2 separate regions of the Sus scrofa genome follow, and region 1 is linked to region 2. Evidence: chromatin contacts called from public HiChIP or PLAC-seq data. All regions are on one chromosome and are shown on one strand. Each heading gives the region's core, a stretch centred on a gene start, on an enhancer-like site or on the middle of the called end of the contact. The rest is flanking DNA. Distances are from core to core; before and after follow the strand shown. Region 1 overlaps RGS10 (regulator of G-protein signaling 10). Region 2 overlaps GRK5 (G protein-coupled receptor kinase 5).

Region 1 (7,571 bases), core at 606-3,105, 200 kb after region 2:
CAGAATTCTGTTTTAAATCTTTCACATGGCACAACCTCAAGTCACTGAGCAGAGTTCAAGGTGTTCTATTTTCAAATACTCAGGGAAGGTTCTGGAAGGATATACAACATAAGGCAGAAAGTGAGAGGGAAGAGGCAGGAACTGGGTGGTGTTAGCTTTTCACTTCATGTAGTAATTTAACAATTAAAAAAACTTTAAGGCATGCCCTTGTGGAACAGTAACTTAACGATCCAGGCATTGTCACTGCAGAAGCTCAGGTCACTGCTGTGGTACAGGTTCAATCCCTGGCCCAGGGAATTTCCATGTGTTGCAGGCACAGCAAAAATGACAATTTTAAAAGTTAACTTGTCCAGAATGCTGGGTGGAGCAGTAACAGGATGTGCTCATGGCTAGTGCTGGTTTAGTGGGTTCCTGTGCTGGCCTTCCTCCCTGGAGTTCTAGCCGTGAGGGTGAATAGGACACATGTGTTCAGGCCACCAAGCTGACAGGGCCAGCACAGGCGGGCATTGCCATTTCTTGTACAAAAGAAAGGCATGTCAGGCTGCTGTGACTAATTTGACCCCTTCATGTTGTGGGTGCCTCTCAGCGCCTGAGTGACTGGAGGGAATGTTCTAGAATCAGCAAGGGCTGGTTGTATGGGAGATGAGAACTGAGGAAAGGAGGCGAAGGTGGGAAAAGAGAAGCCAGGGGAGAGCATTGGTTGGTCTTTAAATGCCAGAGACCACGCTGCTGTCCCAGGAGCCCCACGAGTGGTGGGGCAGGAAGGGTCCAGCTGAACCGGAAGCCCTGGGCTCAGGCTCCATTTCCCCTCCCAGCTCTGCGACCTCGGGCAGTCAGGTCACCTTCCTTCCCTCGAGGGAACTTTCTCTCGTAAACTGAGGTGTTGGGTCCCTCCTTCCCCAGACAACTTGAGAGTCAAATGAGACGCACACACAATGACATTGTGTAAACGAGGTTCAGTCCTACTGGTTTCCCAGGATTCACTAAAGTGTAGAAAACTGACATCTATCATTTGCTGCTTTTTTAAAAGGTAGGGCCTGGGGGCTCAGTGAAGCTAAGGCACGTGGACTATCTCGTTTTCAGAAGTCATTAAGCCAGGGTTCCTCAGCCTTGGCGCTACTGACATCTTGGACCAGATGCGTCTGTTGGGAGGGGGAGGGGGCGGTCCCGTGCACTGCAGGGTATTTAGCAGCATCCTGGCCTCTGCCCATTAGGTGCCAGGGGTAGCATTCCCACTCCAACTGTGACAACCAAAAATGGCTCCAGACACGGCCCAGGGTCCCCTAAGGAGCACAATCCACCCCCAGGTAAGAATGACTGCGTGAGGCCAAGGCACATCTTCCTGTGACATTCTAAAGGACAGGCACAGTTACCTCTTCTGGGGAGCTGACTGCACACCAGGCACCGCACTAAGTTAAGCACCTCACTGTGTTTCATCCTCATGACTGCCTCATTGTAACCTGAATTTCACAAATGAGGAAACTGAGGCTCAGAGAAGGACCACATCTTGCCTAAAGTTTGATAACCACTAAATTCTAAAGTCAAAGAAAAGAGAAAAAAATCAGGTCTAAGGAAACAAGGTTGCCATCAGGGGGTGATTTTTCTTAAACACAGGGGCATGGAAGGCTTGCGGGTGGCTCTGTGTGTAGCTTGGGGAGGCAGCAGAGTTTGCCAAAAGCCCCACGTTACTGATGAGGCCACAGAGGCCCCACCAGGAAACAGGATCCACGTGGGCCAGGATGGGAGGTCAAACTGAAACATCAGTTCCCACTTCCCCCTCCTGGCTGACCTGACATGCAGTGACAATGACAGTGCATCTGCATTGTCACTCAGCATCCAGGAAGTGATGGGCAGGGAGGGGTAGGGAAGGGGGAGGGGAGGCAGGCCATCTGGGTACAAATGATGAGCCATGGTCAGGAGACCGAGGGTTTGCAGCTGACTTTCTAGTAACTGAGATCACTCTGCATGCAGTCATCCATGTTCTCTGCCTGGCTGATGAATGACGGGCACAGCTGGAGCTGGGGATCAGAGCCAAGGTGCCCAGCTTTCAAGAGGTCCTTAGTCTAGCTGGCACATTTTATAAATAGCACAGGGTTGAAATTAAACTGGTTACCCCAGCCTCAGGGTCTAGCCCCAGCCAGTCCCTCCCAACTTAGCTTCTGTCACTTCCTTCCCTCACTCCACTCCAGCCACACAGACCTCCCCCGACACAGAGGGTGGATTCCAGCCCCAGGGCCTTTGCACCTGCCATTAGCTCTCCCTGAAAGGTCCTGCCCCTTCTCACCAGGCTCCCCTTGGCCGCTCAGATCTCAGCTGCCTCTTCAGGGGGCCCTCCCTGACCACTTGACCCGAAGTGGGCTCTTCCCAGGCACTCTTAGCCCATCACCTGTTGCATTCCTTTCCTGGCATTTACCTCCCTCCAGCCTCCTGGGTGGACAGGTGCTGCTTTCCTTGCTGCACACACAGTTCCTAGCACAGTCCCTGGCACAGAGCAGGCCCTCCATGGATACATACAGCGTAAAGGACTGAAAAAACAAGTCCACACAGCAGCAAACCAACCGAAACTGAACTGAGACCTCCCAGGGGAATTCTTCAGACAAAAAGCCACTGAAGAAACCAGCTCTCTGTAAGATCACCTCCCCCTTCCTGCTTCCTACAACTTCTGTCCCATAGCAGCCTTGGAGTCTAGGCTAAAGAAATGCCTCCAGTACTGCTCTCGCCTCTCCTGGGCTGGCCAGCTGGGCACACCGCTGGGCCACAGGAGCAGAGCTGAATTAAAGCAGAAGACAACCTCTCCAATTATGTATTTTCCAAGTAACAAAGCCCCCAAACTTAAGGGATCATTTTGGATGAAATTCCTTTTTTTTTTTTTTTTTTTTGTCTTTTTGCCATTTCTTGGGCCACTCCCGTGGCATATGGAGGTTCCCAGGCTAGGGGTCTATTCAGAGCTGTAGCTGCCAACCTACGCCAGAGCCACAGCAATGCGGGATCCGAGCCGCATCTGCAACCTACACCACAGCTCACGGCAACGCCAGATCGTTAACCCACTGAGCAAGGCCAGGGACCGAACCCGCAACCTCATGGTTCCTAGTCAGATTCGTTAACCACTGCGCCACGACGGGAACTCCATCGGATGAAATTCTTTTAAAACGTTTAACACTTTCGGCAGTGAATATGCTGGCCAAACTTTGTTTTTTGCTTGATACTTTGGGGTCATTACGATCACTAACTGCGTCACCACCCTGTAGCACAGGGATGCCCCTAGTGTGGTGTGTGGGGAGCTGTGGCCCCCACGCTTGGTGGTTCCCAATCACCGTGCTGTGGTTTCGTGTTTAGTATCATGTTTGTTTCCTCCCTGGCTGTTAGCCATGGCTTCTTGCTGCCCATTACTCCACAGCCTCTACCACCAGCACTTCAAACTGGCTGTGAACTGAAAAACCAAAACTGTCAGAACTGCGTGTAAACCAAGAGTCAACAGGACCTGAACGAAGACCTGAGACGCTCTCCTTTAGATGAGACTCGTGGATGTCAGATCATCTCATGTGAGGCTCAGGGAGGATTTTCCCGTCCTTCTAAGGTTCCAGCTGTGCCCCCAAATCCATGCTGCCCTATCAGCAGCCTCCAGGGCATGGAGTGCTGCCCGCTGTGGGGAGGAGCTGAGGCTCCCTGAGGTTTTCCTGGTGAGCCAGTGCTGAAAGCAGGCTGTTCAGACAACTTGGCGATAAAGCCAAGGGGTGCTTAACAAAGCCAAAGCTGCGGAGGAAGTCTTCAAGTTAATGTGCAGTCTTGTTCCAAACACACTCCCCTCAGCTTCACGCTCCTTCATTTAGGAAAACACGGCTTTCGCGGGAGCCTTTTGGGAGCAGAGACCCACAGACTGTGCTGAGCATCCGTTATGATAGTTATGAGCAATTCCCCCACCCCACGTTCCCCCCAACTCCGCCCCGAGGCAGAGTTTTCCAAAGCGAAACAGAACCCAGAAGCCCTTCCCAGGGACTTGCTATAGAATCAGCTCAGATTCCAAATATCTCGTCCCCACCCAGTTTCACCTCAGGAAGATAGCTCCTCTTCCCCCCTCAAATAAATGACTTTTAACAACAGGGTATAAAAGCACTTTTTTTTTTTTTTTTTTTTTTTTACAGAGTAGTTTGAACTCTTCTACCACACATGTTAGATGTGTGTGCACATGCATATTTGTAGAAAAAAGATGGAAAGCCTAGACATCAACAGGAATGGAATGAAACTGTTTTCATCTTTACATTTTGGTTTCCCAAGTTTCTTTTGCCAAGCCTGTATGATTTTTCCAGTTAAGTAGATAAGTTTTGGGGTCTGTTTTTTTGGGGCCGTACCCAGAGCGTGCAGAAGTTTCTGGGGCCTGGTATCAACCTCCACCACAGTAGTGACAGCACCAGCTCCTTTAACCGCTAGGCCACCAAGGAACCCCAACAAGTCTTTTTTAATAAAAATTATTTTTAAAATATTTTTGTCACTTTAAGGAAACATCCTCTGTCCCTTATTTCCTCCTTTTTATATAACACTAAACCTTCCACGTCTCAATCCAGTGAGGGTGCCCAGGTCACAGAGACCCAGCTGGCCTAACGGCAGGACAGCCAGGCCTTTGGATTTTGAGACGTGTCACAAGCCTTAACGGCAGGAGAGCCAGGTCCTCCGGAGCCCGTGGTCTTGCACATGGAATGGCAGGAGCCCGTCCCACTCCTCGCCACCCCAGGTGGCTTCTGCAGTCCCAGAAAAGAACCATATACAACCATGGCTTTCCAATCCCCCTGCTCCAGCAGATCTCAGGGGGCTTTGAGGAGCAGTGTGGGGCTGTCTTGGAGCCCAGGGCAGCTGCTCAGGCTGTGGGGGACACAGTGTAGTCTTTGAAAGCAGGCATGACAGCCACCAGCACTTCCTATACCAGCGGGACTTTGTGCTAACAAACCACTTGTGCCCTTGACCCCAGCTTTCCTCCCCATCAAAATGGGAATGCCACTGCTCACTGGAGTGTAAATGTGATAGTACAGATGCCAAGGGGGCCGGGCACAGAAGGGCACCTCTGAAAGGTAGATACTGCTCTTACTGAGAATACCTAGAACACAGGAGTGTCAGTGCAGTTCTCAGCCCTGGCTGCATGTCAAAGTGCCCTAAGAAGCCGGGGAGCAAATCAGAGGTCCAGGTAGGGTGGATCCCCGTGCGGTTACAGCCCAGGAACTGCCTTGAATCATTCCTCCCACTTCCCTTCCCCTCCACAAATCCATGTCCACAGCACCCCTCTCGCTGGCTCAAAATCACCACCTCCAGGAAGCCCTCAGCAAGTTTTCCATGTTAACTGGCGTCCATTCAACCCCCAAACTTGATTCAGAATTCATGCGGAATTTGCACTTGCCACCGTATCAATTGGAAAACAGTCCCCAGCTACTTCTCATACTTGTATTTGCTACCTGTCTTGTTTTCTATCTGTTGCTGAGCAAGTGAGGCCTGCTGGATGTTGGGATATGTCCTGGGCTCAGTGCCCACTCCAGGTGATCAAAAAACGCCAAACGATGCAATGGGCCAGTGGTTTCTTAATGTGTAGTCCTGGGACCTGCAGCATAAGAGTCACCTGGGAACTTGTTGGGAAGACAACATCTCGACCCACCTGGGAACCATCAAGCCTGCTGATTAACTCTGGGGCTGGAGTCCAGCCTCTGTTTTAACAAGCCCTCCAGAAGTTCCCTTCGTGGCTCCGCAGTTAACGAACCCAACTAGGATCCATGAGGATGTGGGTTCGATCCCTGGCCTCGCTCCATGGGTTAAGGATCCGGTGTTGTCATGAGCTGTGGTGTAGGTCACAGACACAGCTTGGATCCTGCGTGGCTGGGGCTGTGGTGTAGGTGGTGGCTGTAGCTCCATTTCGACCCCTAGCGTGGGAATCTCCATATGCCACGAGTGCAGCCCTAAAAAGTGCAAAAAACAAAACAAAACCCTCCAGGTGGCTCTGGGCTTGTTCATGTTGGAGGAGGGCTGAATTAAGCTAAGAGCTAGTCTCCACCTGTGTGCCAAATAAGGCCTTGGCTTCCCCAGTAAGAACAGGGCTGGCAGAAGGTTGAAATCTGCCAGTGTTCCATGCTCTGCAAGTGTGTACATACCATTTCCTAAGAACAGAGTATGCTATGAATAGTCACATTTGCAAATTCATGTCAAAAACAAAAACCTCTGCAGTACAATTTCATCCCTTTTGCCTATCTTACTTCTGGCATTCCTCCTATGAAAATTTGCCAGAAAACTAAAGTTTACCCCTTATAGGTCCTTTCTTGAAACCTAACTTTTCCTGCTTTAAGTGCATTTATGTTGGCAAAGTGGGCTCCTGAGCCATCAGAAGCAGGTGGCAATATTTGGGCATTAGCACAGCAACCTTAGGTTCCCTGCCACTTCGAGTCTGTGTGCTTGTTTGCTAGATTTCTCTGGCTGCTCCTACCTTCGGTTATATCACGTGTTGCTTCCTCTGTGGGTTCCTCAACTAACTCCAGCCTCCCTTCTAAGCTGGCTGAGAAGCCAGATAACCCTGCTGGGTCAAACTGTGTGTAGACAGAAAGAGGCCTGAGGGAGGCTCCTCCGGGCCAGTTCCTGGGCCTGGCAAGTCAGTATCTGTCTGTCACCAACCACAGGCCCTCCACGGGCCTCAGCCTGTCCATCTGGAAGAGACGGGTGTCTAACGTTTAGTCTTAACTGAATTCTTCCAGACTTGGGGTGGGGTCGGGGGGGGATGTCAGTTTTCAAATCAAGGTCTAAGTAGGGAAGTCAGATTACCTGGTCCTGGAGTTTTTGGAACATCAGTGGGTGTGGTTCCTCCAGAATCTTCTCATTGAGCCGGGACTGGCCCTCAACATTGACTTGTGATGAGGCCTTGCTGGACAGAAAGGTCATGTATATCTCCTTTGCCTTTTCCTGCATCTGGGGAGACACGGAGAGCTTGTCTGTTATCTGCGAGCATGGCCCTTCCGGGCCTGAGCCGGCTCCCCTCGCCAGCCCAGTCCAGCAGGAGACGCTGCTGCTGTAAGAGCCCTGGGGGGTGGGGGTGGGGCTCGGGGTCAGCCTGGCCCCCTCCCTCCCCTCCCATGCATCTGTAGTCGCATCTCCTGTCACAAAGCTGCCTTACTATCCATTCAGAAATAAAGACGGAATCCTGGCCCAGAGTGAGTGACATTAGGTAGCATTCCTGACCACCCTGTGACTTCTCCAAAGGACTCTTGGGAACATCACTCAGCCATAAAAAGGAAGGAAGTACCAACACGTTCTACAACGGGATGAACCTTGAAAGCATTATCCTCAGTGAAAGAGGTCAGACATGAAAGGCCACCTGTTACAGGAGTCTATTCATATGAAATATTCAGAACAGGCAACTCCCTAGAGACAGCGAGGAGTGGTTGGCTGGGGGAGGGGGAAATGGGGGGGTGGCTGCCTTGTGAGTAAGGGGTTACTGTTTGGCATGATGAAAAGGTTCTGGAACTACGTAATGGTGATAGCTGTTTAACGCGGTGAACGTGTTTAACGCCACTGACCTGCTCCCTTTAAAATGGTTGAACTGGTAA
Region 2 (7,600 bases), core at 3,292-5,791:
CGCAAAGGGATGTCGGCGAGAGGCTGTCCCTGAGAACGAAGCATCTCACCTGCCCTCCGGGCTGGGGCCTGGGAGGACACCCTGAGCTTCCAGCCCTGAGCTGGGGGGAGGCCTTGCCAGTCTGCGTGGGGATCTGGCTCTGAGCCGTGTTGCTTTTGGCCAAAGGCAGTTGCAAAATTCCCAGAGCTCAGAACAGGTACGATGTGTTCTTCGGAAAAGGTTACGAGCTTTCAGACATAACAGAGGTTCTGAGTATACAAATAGAGGACGTCTGAGGGCCGGTGTCAGGAGTGAAGTCATCAGACCAGGACATCACAGGGTCCGTGTGGGCTGACGCATTAGGGCACCTTAGGCTTGGAGGAGGCCTGCGGGGGAGGGACTAGAAATTCCAGGCCTGGGGGGGCAGGGGGGTCTCAGTGGAAAGGGGTAGTAATGCACTAGTGTTTTCGCAAATAGGTCTTGAATGAAAGGAGTTAAAACTGTCTCTTATAACGTTTCCTGGACAAGTCCTAAGGTTCAGTGGAGGAGGGTGGGTGGTAAGAAGCGCCCCCCCCCCGCCCCCTGTCTCCATTCCTGGCTTGGGGGCAGAGGGCAGAGGCATCTCTGGCCAGTCTCCTCTTAGACAAGGTTTCTGAAAAGTTTTCTGCATTGGGGTTGGAACGGTTGACTGGCCAGAGGAAGCATTCCGTTATGATGACTTGATTTATGCCACTGGGGACACTTTATACCGAGGCCCATCCACCAGCCCAGTAATACTTTGGTCCAAAGATCCAGCAAGGAAGGTGGATGCTGGGCTGAGAGGGCCTGGGGAGCAACTGAATAGCCAGGCCTATGGGGGCCATGGCAAAGTTCTTAAAATCCTACCCTGTGATACAGAAACAGGACTAGGGTGCCTGGGAAGAGAAGCAGTGTTGGGCAAAATATTTGAGCGCTAAGAAAACCCAACAGCCAGTTGATAAGGCTCCCTCCCCTGAGGCAGGAGTGGAGGAGCAGGGAGCTGCTGGGGCTGGGCCACAACTGGGAGGTAGTTCCCTCAACAGCCCTGCGGCCGAGTTCAAGTGCTTAGTCCTCAGCTTCCTGGCAGCAAGTCCTTGTGCAACACTGTCTCAGCTTCCCTGACTGCAAAATGGGTCTGATAACCCCTACTTTCCCTGCAAGTTCAACTTAGACACTGTACACTATAAAGGAGAAGCACTTTATAGGGCAAAACACTCCAGAAATCAGGGGTTATTATTTTTATTGACTGTACTGTGATTATTTTCTTTTTATTCATCCCATGGCCTTAAGGTATCATGTTGTTGTTTCATCTGGATTTTTAAAAATTTGTCTTGAGAATAACTTCAGATGTCGTCAGATATGGAGAGGACCATATACTGAAGCCTCTGTGCTTTTCAGCCCGCTTCAGCAATTCTTATTATTTCATCAGGGCAATTTTGAGCTCACTTAATAATTTCTCTCATTAATTGAGTTCCCAAAGTGTTTTAAGTCCTTTGAAGTACAATCTGCCCCCTTGTGGGAAAAAGAGTTTGTTTGTATATTAGGTTTTTTTGACTGACATGCTTGCTGCAACCTGTGATTGGCCTTTGAGCAGTTTTAATCCTTCAGTGGACCGGGTGGTCTTACGTGTGTGGCCTCTGTGGCCCCCTCGCCCTTCCTTAAGCCCTGAAGGCAGGATCAGTTCTCTCAGGAGTCTGTGGGCCTCAGTGGACTCTGCTTTTCAACTCGCTGTAATTTGAAGGGAAAAGGCTGTTGTGGAGTTTAAATGATTATTTACACGAGAAACCTGGGAGTGGCTGCAGGGGTTTCAAGGGAGCCAGGAAGTCTGTTGTCTCTGCTCGCATTAGCCTGCCAGGCAGGTGCCCCCTGGAAGTGGTCACTTTGGGGGACGGTCACCATTCCTTTGCCTGGGTGTGGCGGTTTCACTAGGAAAGCTGGGGAGGTGCGGAGTCAGGGGCGAAGGCCCATTGGGCTTCCTTTGGTCTGTTTCTACTCAAAGCTGCTGTATATAGTTCCAGCTTCGACTCTGGCGGTGGTGAGGGTCTGATGTCAACTCCAAGAGATATCATGTGTGTCCAGCTCACTCATCTGTCCCTTGTGCCTAGAATGGTGTGTGGCACATAGTAAGTGCTCAACACATTTCTGTTGAAGACCAGGGGAAGGGAGGGAAGGAAGGAAGGAAGGGGGGAAGGAGAAGCTACATCCGTCCATCTCCTGTTAATCGTCACTATGTTTTCATTTCAGGACAAAAATGGCATTAGAAAGTCCCCAACGGGAGTTCCCGTCGTGGCGCAGTGGTTAACGAATCCGACTAGGAACCATGAGGTTGCGGGTTCGGTCCTGCCCTTGCTCAGTGGGTTAATGATCCGGCGTTGCCGTGAGCTGTGGTGTAGGTTGCAGACACGGCTCGGATCCCGCATTGCTGTGGCTCTGGCGTAGACCGGTGGCTACAGCTCCGATTCAACCCTAGCCTGGGAACCTCCATATGCCACGGGAGCGGCCCAAGAAATAGCAACAACAACAAAAGACAAAAGACAAAAAAAAAAAAAAAAAAAGAAAGTCCCCAAGGAAAAAATGCCTGTTTCCTCTGGCATTAGAATACCTTGTCTACTTTTTGTAGAAATTGTATTCCAATTCCAGGCTTAGCTCCGATGACATTTCATCTTGTGTTTATTTATTTATTTCTTCTTTTTAGGGCTACATCCGTGGCATATGGAAGTTCCCCAGCTAGGGGTTGAACTGGGGCCGCAGCCTCCAGCCTACGCCACAGCCACAGCAGCGCCAGATCCGAGCTACATCCGTGACCTACACCACAGCTCACGGCAATGCCAGATCCTTAATCCACTGAGCAAGGCCAGGGATTGAACCCATATCGTCATGGCTACTAGTCAGATTCTTAATCCACTGAGCCACAACAGGAACTCTGACTTTTCATCCTTTAAAATGTTTCGAACCTTCTCTGACAAAATCCATGGTCACCTCCCCTGTCTCCAAGACTTCTGTCCATCCCTCTGTAGAGTCCAGATCGGGGGAGGGTCATTCTCTGCTTTCCCAAGTGCCCATGGCAAGCTGGTCACTGGGAGGGTGGCACTGTCACGTCCATGTCACCGTAGACGACCCAGGTTCAGAGAGGCGAAGTGATTGGTCCAGGTAGACACAGCTAGTGAATAGGGAGCCTTAGGTCCAAACTGAGCCTTGTCTGATTCCAAAACCCTGCATGGAGCTCAGGCTGCTCCTGGGTGCATCCGAATCCTAGGCTTTTGGCTCCCCCTCGGGGGCTCCCCTTCTAGGCTGGGTGGTCCTCATACGTGGGACCGGAGCACTCCCAGGGTTGGACTCTGGCAGCGTGTGTACCTCCTATGAGGGCACGATGCTGGCTGGCCACACAGCACCCCATGTGCTGCTCCCCACCCTGACTGCCCGTAGAGCCCTCCATCCCCCGGGGTTTACGAGCCTCGAGGGCAGGGGCACGGCCCTCTCCAGTCCAGGCTGCTGGGGTTTGTCAGGAGGTCCGCCAGGTGGGGAAGGCAAAGGGAATGGGAGGGGCTCTGAGCGCTGAATGTCAGCTCTGTCTTGCTAGTTGTAGTTACGTGTCTGTTGCATGGTCTAAGCACATAGTAGGTGCTTAATAAACACATTAACTGCATGAGTCACCTCTGAGCCCTGCTTCCTGACCTTCCCCAGACTGGCTTTATTGTGGGTTCTTGAGCTACTGCTGAGCATGGATGAGCCAGGCTGAGGGGCCACCCAGTGTGACCCTGTCCCCTGAGTGGACAGTAACTCCACCAGCTCTTACTGGTGTCACTGCTGCTGCCTGCCTGGAGTGTGTCCCCACACCCTGGCCCCATCAGATAAGGTCCTTCTGCGCTGACCTGCCTGTGGGGCCCTTCTTCTCACCTGCTCACTCAGTTTCTCATCTCCTGGACACTCGTGTCCTGAGCGGCCAGCAGGAGGGGGACACAGTGTCCAATACCCTAACCCCTGGTCTCAGGCGTGCCCTTGAACTTTCCTTTAAACAGCTCTCTGACCCCCAGCGGCACTTCAGGTCACATTCCCAGAAAGCCTGCAGATGAGGGCCGAGTCTGTTTATTTTCCAAGATTTCAAAAAACATGCCTTCCCCGCCCCACCCGCCTCTGACCTCAAACAAAACTTTTTTCTCTGCAACACTTGTATTTTTAACTTCATGAGAAAATATGGTAAGGGAGCATATTTTATTTTCAGAACTGTCATTTTAAAAGAGATTTTTAATTAAAAAAAAGACTTTGAGGGGTGGGAAGAATACTGTGGTCTCTTTGTTTTGGTTTGTGCTATGGGGGCTGCCACCTAGAACCCTCTTCTGCCCAAGTCATGTGTACGTGGCCCCTCCTCAGAGAGTCTGAGAGGTTTCTGCAGGTTGAACCTGGAGCTGTTTTGGTCATTGCTGCGATCAAGGATTTCTGAACGCCTTTTCCTCCCCTTCTGAAGACCTAGGACTGGACCTACTGAGGCCTGTAAACAGGCCTCTCCTTGGCAGGAGGAAGTGCTTAATGTCTTTGCTTTTGGGCGTGGTATTCTGGGCACAGTGTGGGGCAGGATGGGAGGCAGACCTGCCCTGCTTATGGCTTTCTCCTGTGGTTGGGGCGGGGCGGGCAAGGATGGCAGCAGCCTGCGGGCATTTTTATAGGCCCTGAATTCTCATCTGGTGGATGGAAGATCTGAGGCCCAGAGAGGGTAGGCGACTGGGCCATAGTCACACAGCCACGTGAATAGTGATGAGCAGAAGCCTGAAGAGAATGACTTCCTATGTCTTGGTCTTTGTGCTAGATGCCCCCGCTTCTTGAGTCTCCCCATGACCCAGCAGCAGTTTGTTGACTGAATTCCTGGAGGCAGTTTCATTAAGGTCCGGCTGAACTGTCTTTGGCCTGAGCGGGGTAGCCTAGGTAGGGTTCTCGTTTCCCATTTGTACAGCCGTGCTCTTTGTTCCGCGTTGATCAGGGCCAGGCCTGTCATATACCTACATTTTAGAGACCCTTTTAGAGTTTAAAACTGGTGGTTCCACAAGTACTTCTTAATGGAGAGGCTGCTTTGTGTTCAAGAAAAGTAGGAAAGCTGGTCACTGCTTGCCAGGAGGATTGCTTGGCAGGGGAGGGTGAATCATAAGAACCTCCAAGTGCTGAGCAGCTGCTGGAAGATGCCTCTATCCCCTTCTCTCCATCTCTGGCCCATATCACCTCTGTCCTTTGTTCTCACCTCTACGGCCACTATGCTGGTTCCAAGTCTCATTCTTTCTCTTTCCTGCATCTTTGCCATAGCCCCTGCAATACTTCCTGGTCTGGCCAACATCATGATGGCTCTGACACTTGCATCTGATCATGGCTTTCCTCCGGCAAACTGGCCCCAGTGTCTCCTGCCAGACTCCTGTCCCTTCCCAGCACCCCGTGATCCAGCCATTGCCAAGGACCCCTGACCCTCTGAAGCCTCTCTGCCTGGAATCGAATCTCACCTTTCTCTGCTTGCAGGACACCTGCTTGTTCTTGCAGGTCATGATGAAACATCCCTCTAGATTCCTTGGTTTGGTTCTTCCCCTCCTGTGCTCCTCCAGCCTTCTGTTCCTGTGGGTTCTGGAGCCCACTGTGTTGGGCAGAATCATCTGCTTCCTTACCTGTCTTGTCTCCTGGACTGGGCTCCCTAAGGAGGGGGCTTTTGTCCCTGTACTCCCAGCAGCAGCCCAGCGCAGTACAAGTCAAAGATGGAAGCACGTTGATTCAGTCAGTGCACCCAGGATGGAGCGGAGAGGATCATGGGAGAGCAGGAGGGACCGGAGAGGTGGTTCCTGGGATGAGCAGTGGGAGAGGCTTTGCGGGGAAAGGGGTGAGCCTGGAGTTGGCCCTTGAGGGTGACCCTGGTGGGGAGTGGACTTGGGGTGGGGGGTCTTCAGCAGTAGCAGCATCATGGTGGTGGCCACTGGAGCAGGTGGGCCACGCTGGGGGTAGGGGGTGGGGTGGTCGATGGGGTCTTTCTCCAGGACCTTCAGGTTTCCTGTGGCGTGATCTCTTCCACTTTCTGCAAGCTGGCCTCAGTAGCAAAGGAGTGTTCCTTGGGTTTCCAGAGGAACGCAAATCAGCAGGAGACTCCGTGAAATCTGTGCTGCCCTTTTAGCTATGCACCAAGGTAGGGGTTCAGCCTGGCATCCTTGGAAAAGCAGGCCTCTGGGCACAGGTTCCTTTCGGGATTACTTGTTCGGGTTTGGGATGGGTGGGTGGGAGGGTCCTGCCAGTGGCATTGGCTGTGACAGCGTGACCACAGCTGCCTCGGGCGCTGGTGGGTGCAGAGCTCTCTTCCCGGAGCCAGGAAGGAACTGTGTCCTCAGCCCTCCTCCTCGGCCTTCACGGTCGCCTGGTGCCTTTGCTCCGGGCTCATCCGCTCATTGTTTTTGGGCTGCTGCCTTAGGTGGGTGGCTATTTTGGGGGTCTTTCAGAGAATTCTAAAAAAATAAATAAGTGCCAAATGTAGTTCTTACCCCCAGGGAATAAGCACATTTGCAGTCCTACACCAATTTAAGGATGCCTTTTGCCAGCCAGGGCAGGGTAAGGCTCTCTAGTCCTATTGACTTCGTGGTTTCCAAAGCTCCCTTAATGACTTAATCTCAGTGACACTGAGCACTAGCTCTGGGTCAGGCCGTGCACTTAGCACCAGGGAGCATCGGCCTATGTCATCTTTCCGGCAGCCTCATGGGCAAGAATTGTCTCATTTTATAGGTAAAAAACTAAGGCCTAGAGAAGTTATGTACCACCTGTAGTTTAAGGCCAAAAGGCTAAGTGTGAGGCTCGCTTGCGCTCTTAAAGCCATCTCGTGAACAGGGAGGGAAAGTATTTTTATCTACCATTCAACACATGAGAAAATAGAGGCCCTGGAGTTCCCTGGTAGCTTGGAAGGTTAAGGACCCGGTGTTGTCATTTCTGTGGCTTGGGTCTCTGCTGTGACATGGGCTCCATCCCTGGCCTGGGGAACTTCCAAATGTCACAGGCACAGCTTTAAAAAAAAAAAAAAAAAAAAAAGAGGAAGAAAAAGAAAATAGAGACCTGAGAGTCATAGAGGCATATGCAGTGTGAACCCAGGCTCCTGACTGTGATGCAGCACGCCTGCCTCTGGCCACGCTCTTGGACTATTGATTGGCAGACAGATGCTGCTCTCCTGTGCGGTAGCTGTAAAGCCTTGAATACACGGTGCGCCTTCAGTGGAGCGGCAGCAGGGTACACAGTGTTCTAAGGAGTAAGGGACTCTTGTTTGGTCCACCCCTCCATCTTCCAGAGCACTGCCCATGGGCTGTCACTCCACGCCTCTGGAGGATGGGTGGCAGCAGGTCAGTTTATGTCGACCTGCCCTGTGTGGGGCGCAAGGCAGCTGCTCCCTTCTGCCCCTGGTGGTACAGTGGATGGTAGGAGTGGGTGGCGCCTAGGAGCTCCCTCAGGAGTCAGTGCCAGGAGGGGGTGGTGCAGGTGCTGCCCCAACCCCCACCTCTGCAGGCTGGGACCTCGTCAGGAGTGGGAACAATACCCTATTGTTATGTTAAACCTGAAATAGACACCTTTGGTGGAGGCAGGGCCGTGAGATGCATCCGTT

Evidence for each region. HiChIP or PLAC-seq counts read pairs in DNA pulled down with a chosen protein or histone mark.
Region 1: an H3K27ac HiChIP or PLAC-seq map of alveolar macrophages shows a contact between it and region 2. The contact joins two enhancer-like sites. A contact is called at or near these places in 1 of 47 Hi-C or Micro-C datasets (heart right ventricle) and 1 of 2 datasets of contacts at active chromatin or transcription factors (alveolar macrophages).

The regions. Positions count from the first base shown.
Region 1 is chr14:129,393,731-129,401,301 of Sscrofa11.1, forward strand. It overlaps RGS10 (regulator of G-protein signaling 10), which reads right to left. Exons shown (of 5, transcript XM_001927416.4): 4 at 6,790-6,933. Among named protein-coding and RNA genes, the nearest start is that of RGS10, 27 kb to the right of the region's middle. Within about 2 kb of position 1,856, at least 22 of the 83 cell types and tissues checked have an H3K27ac peak or open chromatin away from gene starts, as enhancers often do. A contact at or near this core is called in alveolar macrophages, where this site is marked.
Region 2 is chr14:129,186,735-129,194,334 of Sscrofa11.1, forward strand. The region is part of intron 1 of GRK5 (G protein-coupled receptor kinase 5); the gene reads left to right. Among named protein-coding and RNA genes, the nearest start is that of GRK5, 77 kb to the left of the region's middle. Within about 2 kb of position 4,542, at least 15 of the 83 cell types and tissues checked have an H3K27ac peak or open chromatin away from gene starts, as enhancers often do. A contact at or near this core is called in alveolar macrophages, where this site is marked.